2 separate regions of the Pan troglodytes genome follow, and region 1 is linked to region 2. Evidence: chromatin contacts called from public Hi-C data. All regions are on one chromosome and are shown on one strand. Each heading gives the region's core, a stretch centred on a gene start, on an enhancer-like site or on the middle of the called end of the contact. The rest is flanking DNA. Distances are from core to core; before and after follow the strand shown.

Evidence for each region. A called contact is a pair of places that touch in the nucleus more often than the background predicts.
Region 1: a contact with region 2 is called in a Hi-C map of stem cell-derived neural progenitor cells, with 3 times the contacts expected there. The contact joins the promoter of KIF1B here to the enhancer-like site in region 2. A contact is called at or near these places in 1 of 7 Hi-C or Micro-C datasets (stem cell-derived neural progenitor cells) and 1 of 1 datasets of contacts at active chromatin or transcription factors (stem cell-derived excitatory neurons).

What each region holds. Positions count from the first base shown.
Region 1 is chr1:221,786,618-221,790,186 of NHGRI_mPanTro3-v2.0_pri, forward strand. It overlaps KIF1B (kinesin family member 1B), which reads right to left and starts at 2,029. Exons shown (of 47, transcript NM_001374455.1): 1 at 1,857-2,029.
Region 2 is chr1:221,657,368-221,661,228 of NHGRI_mPanTro3-v2.0_pri, forward strand. KIF1B (kinesin family member 1B) reads right to left here. Exons shown (of 47, transcript NM_001374455.1): 30 at 1,943-2,033. Among named protein-coding and RNA genes, the nearest start is that of PGD, 60 kb to the left of the region's middle. Within about 2 kb of position 1,809, at least 8 of the 24 cell types and tissues checked have an H3K27ac peak or open chromatin away from gene starts, as enhancers often do. A contact at or near this core is called in stem cell-derived neural progenitor cells, where this site is marked.

The sequences.
Region 1 (3,569 bases), core at 779-3,278, 130 kb after region 2:
TTTATTCATTTATTTTTGTAGAGACAGAGTCCCACTCTGTTGCCCAGGGTGGTCTCAAACTCCTGAGCTCAAGGGATCCTCCTGTCTCAGCCTCCCAAAGTGTTGGGATTACAAGGCATGAGCCACCGCACCCATCCCAAAATTTTTTACATAGTTCAACCTGAGAAGTTATGAGAATGTATTTATGAACAAATTGAACTTGAATGAAAGCAAAGGCCACAAAGAAGAAAGCAGGCATGCCATCTCTCCAGGTCCTGTCCACATCTAGGATATAGAAAAGAACAGATCTACAGACTCATGCTGAACCCGGTTATTGATCATCTCCAGACCTGCTTTACAATACCAACCTATGTGCAATTCTCATATTCCACCTTCAAACAATACATTAACAACACTTGCTCTATAATCCAGCAACCATATCAACTTAATCAGAAAGCACCACCTCACTTCTTAGAGGAACATAAGAACCAGATTTTGTTATGACTAAACTAAGGAGACAAAATGCCAGCCTTTAAATAAAATATCCACCATGATATCACCTCTTAAGAGTTATTCAAATCTCATCAGCACACTTTCATCAGGCTCAGACAGGCACATCATGACACAAAGCGGAATGTTCAATGGTGGCAGAACAGCTGCTCAGAGCAGTAAGAGATATGAGCAAGGGATCTGTTGACAATCTAATTTCAGCTACCTCGAGATTCCACAAAGATGACAGCCTGCGTCCTCAGAAATGCCGCCACTAGCCTCGCCCACTATCAGAATACTCTGGTTTACTTCTTCTCTGCAAGTTGAGCGACTCTGAAAATCTATCCATCCAATGCTCTACGGCTACTCGAGGCCTCCATACTGATACAGTGGCCTTAGCAATTCTCAGATCGGCCTATGCACATGTAAAGCATCAGCAGGCCTTTCACAGCCCCCGCACTGGACGCAGAAGATGAATAGAGAAACACGGAATTTCACCCCAACAAGAATGGAATCTTGAAGGCAGTTTACCTTGGAAGCTCATTTAGCAATCAAGGAAAAAAAAAAGGGATCTGGAAGCTCCATTCTGGCGTTAGGGGCGGGAATGTTTTGTGTTGCATGAACAATGACTAGCTTGCTCAAGCAGCCTCCCAACCCCCACAACTTGGCTTCTGGTCTGGCCAGTCACCCTGAAAGCTGCCAGGGCTGTCACTCGGTGCCTTCCAACAACTGGACTTGGCTCCTAAAGGATTTGTCAGATCATCCTCCCAATATGGCTGCCCGAGTAATCCCAGTCGGCTGAACGCCGAGACCACACCAGCCTTCCTCACACCTGGCCAGCATCCAACAAGCCCCCTCCCTTCCTATCGCACCCCTCTTTCCAGGCCTCGAGCCCTCGGCTCCCCCAGCGCCAAGCGATGACCTTTCCTATCGCCATCTGGCAAAGGGCATAACCACATTCCCAGCCGAAGCCCGATGCCCACCACAAAGGAGGAAAGGGGAGAGGGAAAATGAGAAACCATGGCTTCAAACGAAGCACAGCCGCCCCCCGGGCTGCAACGTGCGCGGAGCCCAGGGAACGGCCAGGCAGCGGCGGCTCTGGAGAGCGCTGGGCACAGCCGCGGCCTGGCAGCGCGGGGGAAACGGAGGGCCGGTGCAGGGCACTGCGGGGGCCCCAGCCGACCGCTGGACGCCGGCCCGGGACTCGCTGCTGGCCTAGGGAGGGGTGCCCTCCCCCGAGGGCGAGGCTCCCGCACCCGGCGCCCGTCCCGCGCTACCTCCCCTCAGACCCCGCCCGGACCCCGGCCCGGCCGCTCCTCCCCGCGGAAGCGGCCCCCTCCCCAACCCCGCGGCCGCGGCGCCAACCGCGGCCAGCCCCGCCGCCTTACCTCAGCCGCGCTGCAGACCGACGGGCGGACCGGGTCAACAGGAGCCGCGGCGCGCGGGGGCGCGGGGGGCCGGGCACCGACGCACCTCAGCGCGAGCAGCGGCCGCCGCGAGCCGCAGGGCGCCGCTCCGCAGCCCCATCACGCAGCAGCCCGGCACCGCATCGAGGTGGGAGGTGGGAGGTGGGCGGTGGGCGGTGGACAGGAGTGCGGGAGGCCAGGGCGCGGCGACGGCCGGCGGTGACAGCTGCGGAGGACGGGGAGCTGCTCCGACGCGCGCGGGCGCCTCCCAGGACCGCTGCCGTCACACTGCCCCGCTTCGGCCCTCGCGAAACTCCGCCCGCAGTCGCCGGCGCGGGACACCGCCCCGAGCTGGGCCGCAGCGCGTCACCTCGTATCCGCCCCGGCGCCCGCGACGGACACGGGCTGTGACCAATCACAGCACAGAGCTCGGGGCGGCCAGCCAATCGTAGGGTGAGCCGGGGAGTGGGGCTGCTGCGGGGGGCTGCAGGAACATCGAGCGCCCCCTGGTGGCCCTCGGGCCGGCTCAGCGAGGGGTGCGGGTTGGCCAAAGCCGGAGCCCGGAGTTCCCTCCCGGGTGACCCCCAAGGGCATTCGTCGGAATCAGCCGCCCCCAGCCACCCCGATAATCCGCCTTATACGGGGACAAAAGATTGACTGAGTGGAGCGGGGCGGGGCCCAGGGGTCCTGACGCCCGCAGAGGAGCTGGGATCAACATGGGAGGCGCCGAGAGTGGAATCATTGTCCGTCGGAAAACATCTCGCAGGCGGAACCGGCCGAACGCGGCGCGGTGGGAGCGGAACCCCGAGAAGGGATGAGCGCATCCCGCGGGAAGCTGCCTGGCCTATTCTTACAGAACCCGAGCAAAACACCTCCCACGCGCGACCTCGGGAGAGAAGGCGGAATGAGTAATGGAAAAGCATGACTTGGTGGGCATTCCACTTGTCTCCTTGGGAGACCGCGGAAGGGCTGTGAGGAGAGGAACAAACGCTTTACACCGTCCCTGAGTTAATGAGCCCAGCCCCCTTCTGGGAGATGCCCTTGAAGGAGGGAGAGTGGAAGTTAGAAACCCGGAGGACACAAAAGCACGAGCAGTGATTTCTTTAAAATCAGATTTAGATTCAGCTGGAAAGAAAAATCTCATTGTTCAGAAACTGTTCAATTCAGTACTTAATAAAATATAATCTTCAGTGATAATATATTCAATTATCAGGCCCAGACCGAGCACTATTACTTTATAAGGTTGTGAATTATTTTTATTTACTAGCAGACATTGAAAGTAAAATCACATGTCTTCCCCTGAATTAAATACAGTATTATTATGAGTAAAAGGTATTATGTACAAGCATATGCACTAAAACATCGAAATTAATTTTCTACACTAATAATTCTGGAAAATCTCCACCACCACTCAAGTCCTCAGACTCTTCATCCGCTTTTATTGATCACGTCTCATTTTATAGAATTTAAACTCCACCTACCTGCAAAAGGATTTGACATAGCTTACACTAAAGCATACAGCAGTGAAACCGTATAGCTTTAAAATAGGCGTAAAATTCATAATAATGAAACAAGCAAGAGACTTTTTAAAAGCTGTTTGAATGAGAGGCATGCCTAGAAAGAAAAATTTTTTTGTTTTGTTTTGAGACAGAGTTTTACTCTCGCCCAGGCTGAGCTCAGTGGCACGATGTCAAA
Region 2 (3,861 bases), core at 559-3,058:
AGAGACAGTATCTCACTATGTTTCCCAGACTGGTCTTGAACTCATGTGCTGAACTGATCCTTCTGCCTCAGCTCCCAAAGTGCTGGATTACAGGCATGAGCCACTATGCCTGGCCCAATTTTACTGCTGCTGAGTGTCCAGTATCTGCTGGGTATTTTACTATGCAGGCCTCTTGCAACAAAAAACAGGGGATCCCCTATGTTGTTTTTAATTCTAAAGTAACTTTCGCCAGCTTCAGGTATTCAAGATCTTCCATACTTTGCCTCAACTGATCTTGGCCCCTGTTGTCCTTCCCACACTTACTATTCTGGCTCACTCACTCACCTGCTGCTCCTTTCACCTGCTCTCTCCTCAGCTGTGCCGAGGACTGGCCCAGGCTGCAACCCTGCCTGGAAGGCCCTTCCAGCACATCCATGCATGTACTGACTATGGCCTATGTGCCAGGCACAATGCCAAGTTTGACACACCTTTTCTTGCTTATACTACATCCTTCAGGGAGCTTCCTATTCCCTTTCTCCACCCAACTATCCTCCCCAACAAGAAGTAATTTAAAATAGCTTTCCATTAATAGAAATAACTTTCCCTTTCTCCACTCCCACTGCATTTAGTGAATATTTTCTCATGTTCATCTTTGCATGACTGGTGTTTATGTATGCATTTTATTTCCCCTATCATGATTCGAAGCTCACTGGGAGCATCTGAGATTCATCTGCATTCCCCAGTTGTCAGGCACAATCCTTGTGCACAGCAGCTGATCAAAGTTTATCAGATACATGCTTGCTTATATTTATACCAACATGAAAAAGAAGATGGCATATTTTGTGTTTGCTTGTTCCATCTTTGAAGTTCTCCTTTCCTCTCTTACTTTAGATAGCAGACATGGTTAGCAAGAGAATGAGAGACAGTTTCATGTAGTAGTGAATATCCTGAATACCAGAGCTACATTTCTCTGAGCTTAAGTCCTATCTCTGCCTCTTGTAACACTGATGAGTAACTTTATTTTTATTATTACTTTTTTATTTTTTTTGAGATGGGAGTCTCGCTTTCTTGCCCAGGCTGGAGTGCAGTGGCACAATCTCAACTCACTGCAACCCCCCCATCCTGGGTTCAAGCAATTCTCGTGTCTCAGATGGGATTTCACCATGTTGGCCAGGCTGGTCACAAACTCCTGACATCAAGTGATCCACCTGCCTCGGCCTCCCAGAGTGCCGGGACAGGTGTGAGCCACTGTGCCCAGCCTGATGAGTGACTTTAATTGCTCTATGCTTCAGTCATCTCAGCTAACACAGGGATTATCTTAATCTATGGTATAAAGGTAAAGATTAAATTACACAAAAACTCTCAGAACAGTGACTAACACAAAATAAACTCTCAGTGAATATTAGCTATTGTGATGAGGATAATGACTTTGGAATAGAGTTTGAATGAAATTTCACATAAGAGAGGGAAGGGTCTGTTTTCTTACTCCACGTTGGAATACAGTTGTAAAGGGCATTAATGTGTTAATTATACTATCAGTTGCAAGGAAAACAGATCTAAATCTTAATTTAGCTACAGAAGGTATTTGATATTTTTTGTTATTTGCAATCGAGCAACATAAGTATCTTAGGGTTTAAAGGACAATGCATTCACTTTAATAAAACTCTTATTAAGCATGCTTATTTTTCTAGGACAGAAACACTAAAACAACTCATTGCATTCAAACTGATGGAAGATTTTATTGGCAGACGAACCCACATTCACTAGGCCCATTGTAATACAGACAAGAAGGCTTGCTGCTCAGGCCACTGTGGATGACCTCACCACTCTAGCCACGCCCTCTATTGTCTACTCTCCCCCTGCACAGCCAGTGACTTGTACCTCTTCTTATCACCCTTCCTGGGCTGAGAAAGCCAAGGTACCAGAAAAACATATGTTTGGCAAAAAGGTCCATGTCACTTACATTCTGCACATGATAAAAGGCCAGGGGACTTCCTCTGCCATTGTTTTTGAGGGGCTCCGTGGAGAATGCTTCATCATGGCGATGCAAAAAGCTTCATAAAAAAAATAAAAAGACTCGTGAACAATGCATTAAACGGTTTTATCAGAATCTGTTTCAAGAGCCCAATGTGGATCCTATAGAAAGAAGCATTCCACTTAAGCAGATTCTTTAAGTTATTTACATTCCTTGTCAAGAACCTTTTCCATATTGCACAGAGGGCATTTTAGATTTTATTTCAAAAATGACTGAAAAATTAACTGACCCTGATCACTTAGCTATATGGAGGTATATGCAAGAATGCTTTAGAGAGAGTGAAGAAGTACATTCAATTAACTCCTCTTCCTTTGTAAAAGCTTTTTACTAAAAATAAAAACAATGTCATTTTGTACAGACAAAATTTAGCAGACTCAAGCTTCCACAGTTAGTGCGAGAGCCTGTGGATGGCATAGTTACCTAAGAGTCTGTTGTGGATTCAAATGTCACCTCTTCCAGGCAGCCTTTCCTGACTTACCCTGACAGTTTTGTGTTCCCACATTACTAGTAATGTTTTTTTCCTTAATAGCAATGATTTCACTGTAATAATGTATTTATATGCCTCTCTCCCCCAGACAGCAAGCGTTTTCCCACAGGTCTCGACACACGGAAGATACTCTGGAAAGATTTGTTAAAACAATGGGCTATATTTAGTTATTTTCACAGATAGTGAGATGTTATCGTTTTCTCTCTCTCTCTCCCTATTATTAGTCTGAAATAAAAAGAACTGCACAGTTAAAGAGGACCCAACACAAAGATTTACTGCCAGATAGAAAAATCCATCAGAAGGACACCCCTTCCATCAAGAAAAAATGGAGAAAAAGAAACTATTTTCAATTGGGGGGACAGACAGACTGGTAGTATGAACTTGTTGTCTTCCAAATTAGTTCACCCGTCTGAGAACACTAGCATGCTTTTGCCAAGTGCTCCAAATCCCTGATTCCTGTATTGCTGGCACTGCAGCACTCTTGGGGTTCCCTGACGACAGGTGAACTCATTCACAGTGCTCTGCAGCCATACCTTCCCGGCACAGGCCAGAGGAGCGACTATAAAAACACAGGACGCCTTTGAGGCTGCTTTCAACAGAAGCAACATGCCCTTTTCCCCAGAGCTAACACCAGGTAGAGATGCTGCTCTTTTTAGGAGATTGTAGGACAAAGGTCAGCTCACTATTATTTGTCACTTCAGACATCAGTTAACCAAATAGATGTTTTCCATAAAACGTATCAGTTGCCTGATTAGAATAATAGCAACAGTTCCAAAAAACAGATTCATCTGGTGAACACTATCCTGCCCTAAGTTTGAGGGTATGAGTGAAAACACATTAAATAGGTGAAATCAATGCTCAATGGGTAATATTCCAACAACTATGACTTGTAGCAAATGATATTAGTGGCTTACTATATAGTGATCACATTTAATTTAAATCACATTTGACTCAATTTTCTGTGATAAAACCTATACAAAAGCTTTATAAACTGCACTAGGACCCATGGGACGGCCAAGGCACATTCTGAGGGGAGAGGGATGGCAGAACCCAAAGCAGCCTCTTGGTGGCACCAGTGGCAAACTGAGGGCGGTAGGTATGAAGGGGTCAGACTTCAGTCTCTTGTACTGTGGCCCTTTCCAAGTACTGAAAAGACAAATTGAAGTTTGGAGGTATTAAAACTGAAGATTCACAAAAAAATGTTTTCCTGGGGCAGTCTTGAGAAGAAAGCATCCAGAGCACAGGGTTTGAGAGGGCCGCGGGAAAGAGCAAGTCCTATGTAGATGAGAAATGAGAGGTATCACATCTTCCCTACATACTAGCTTTTTTCAGTTGATGTAGAATTTATCCTTCTTTACAT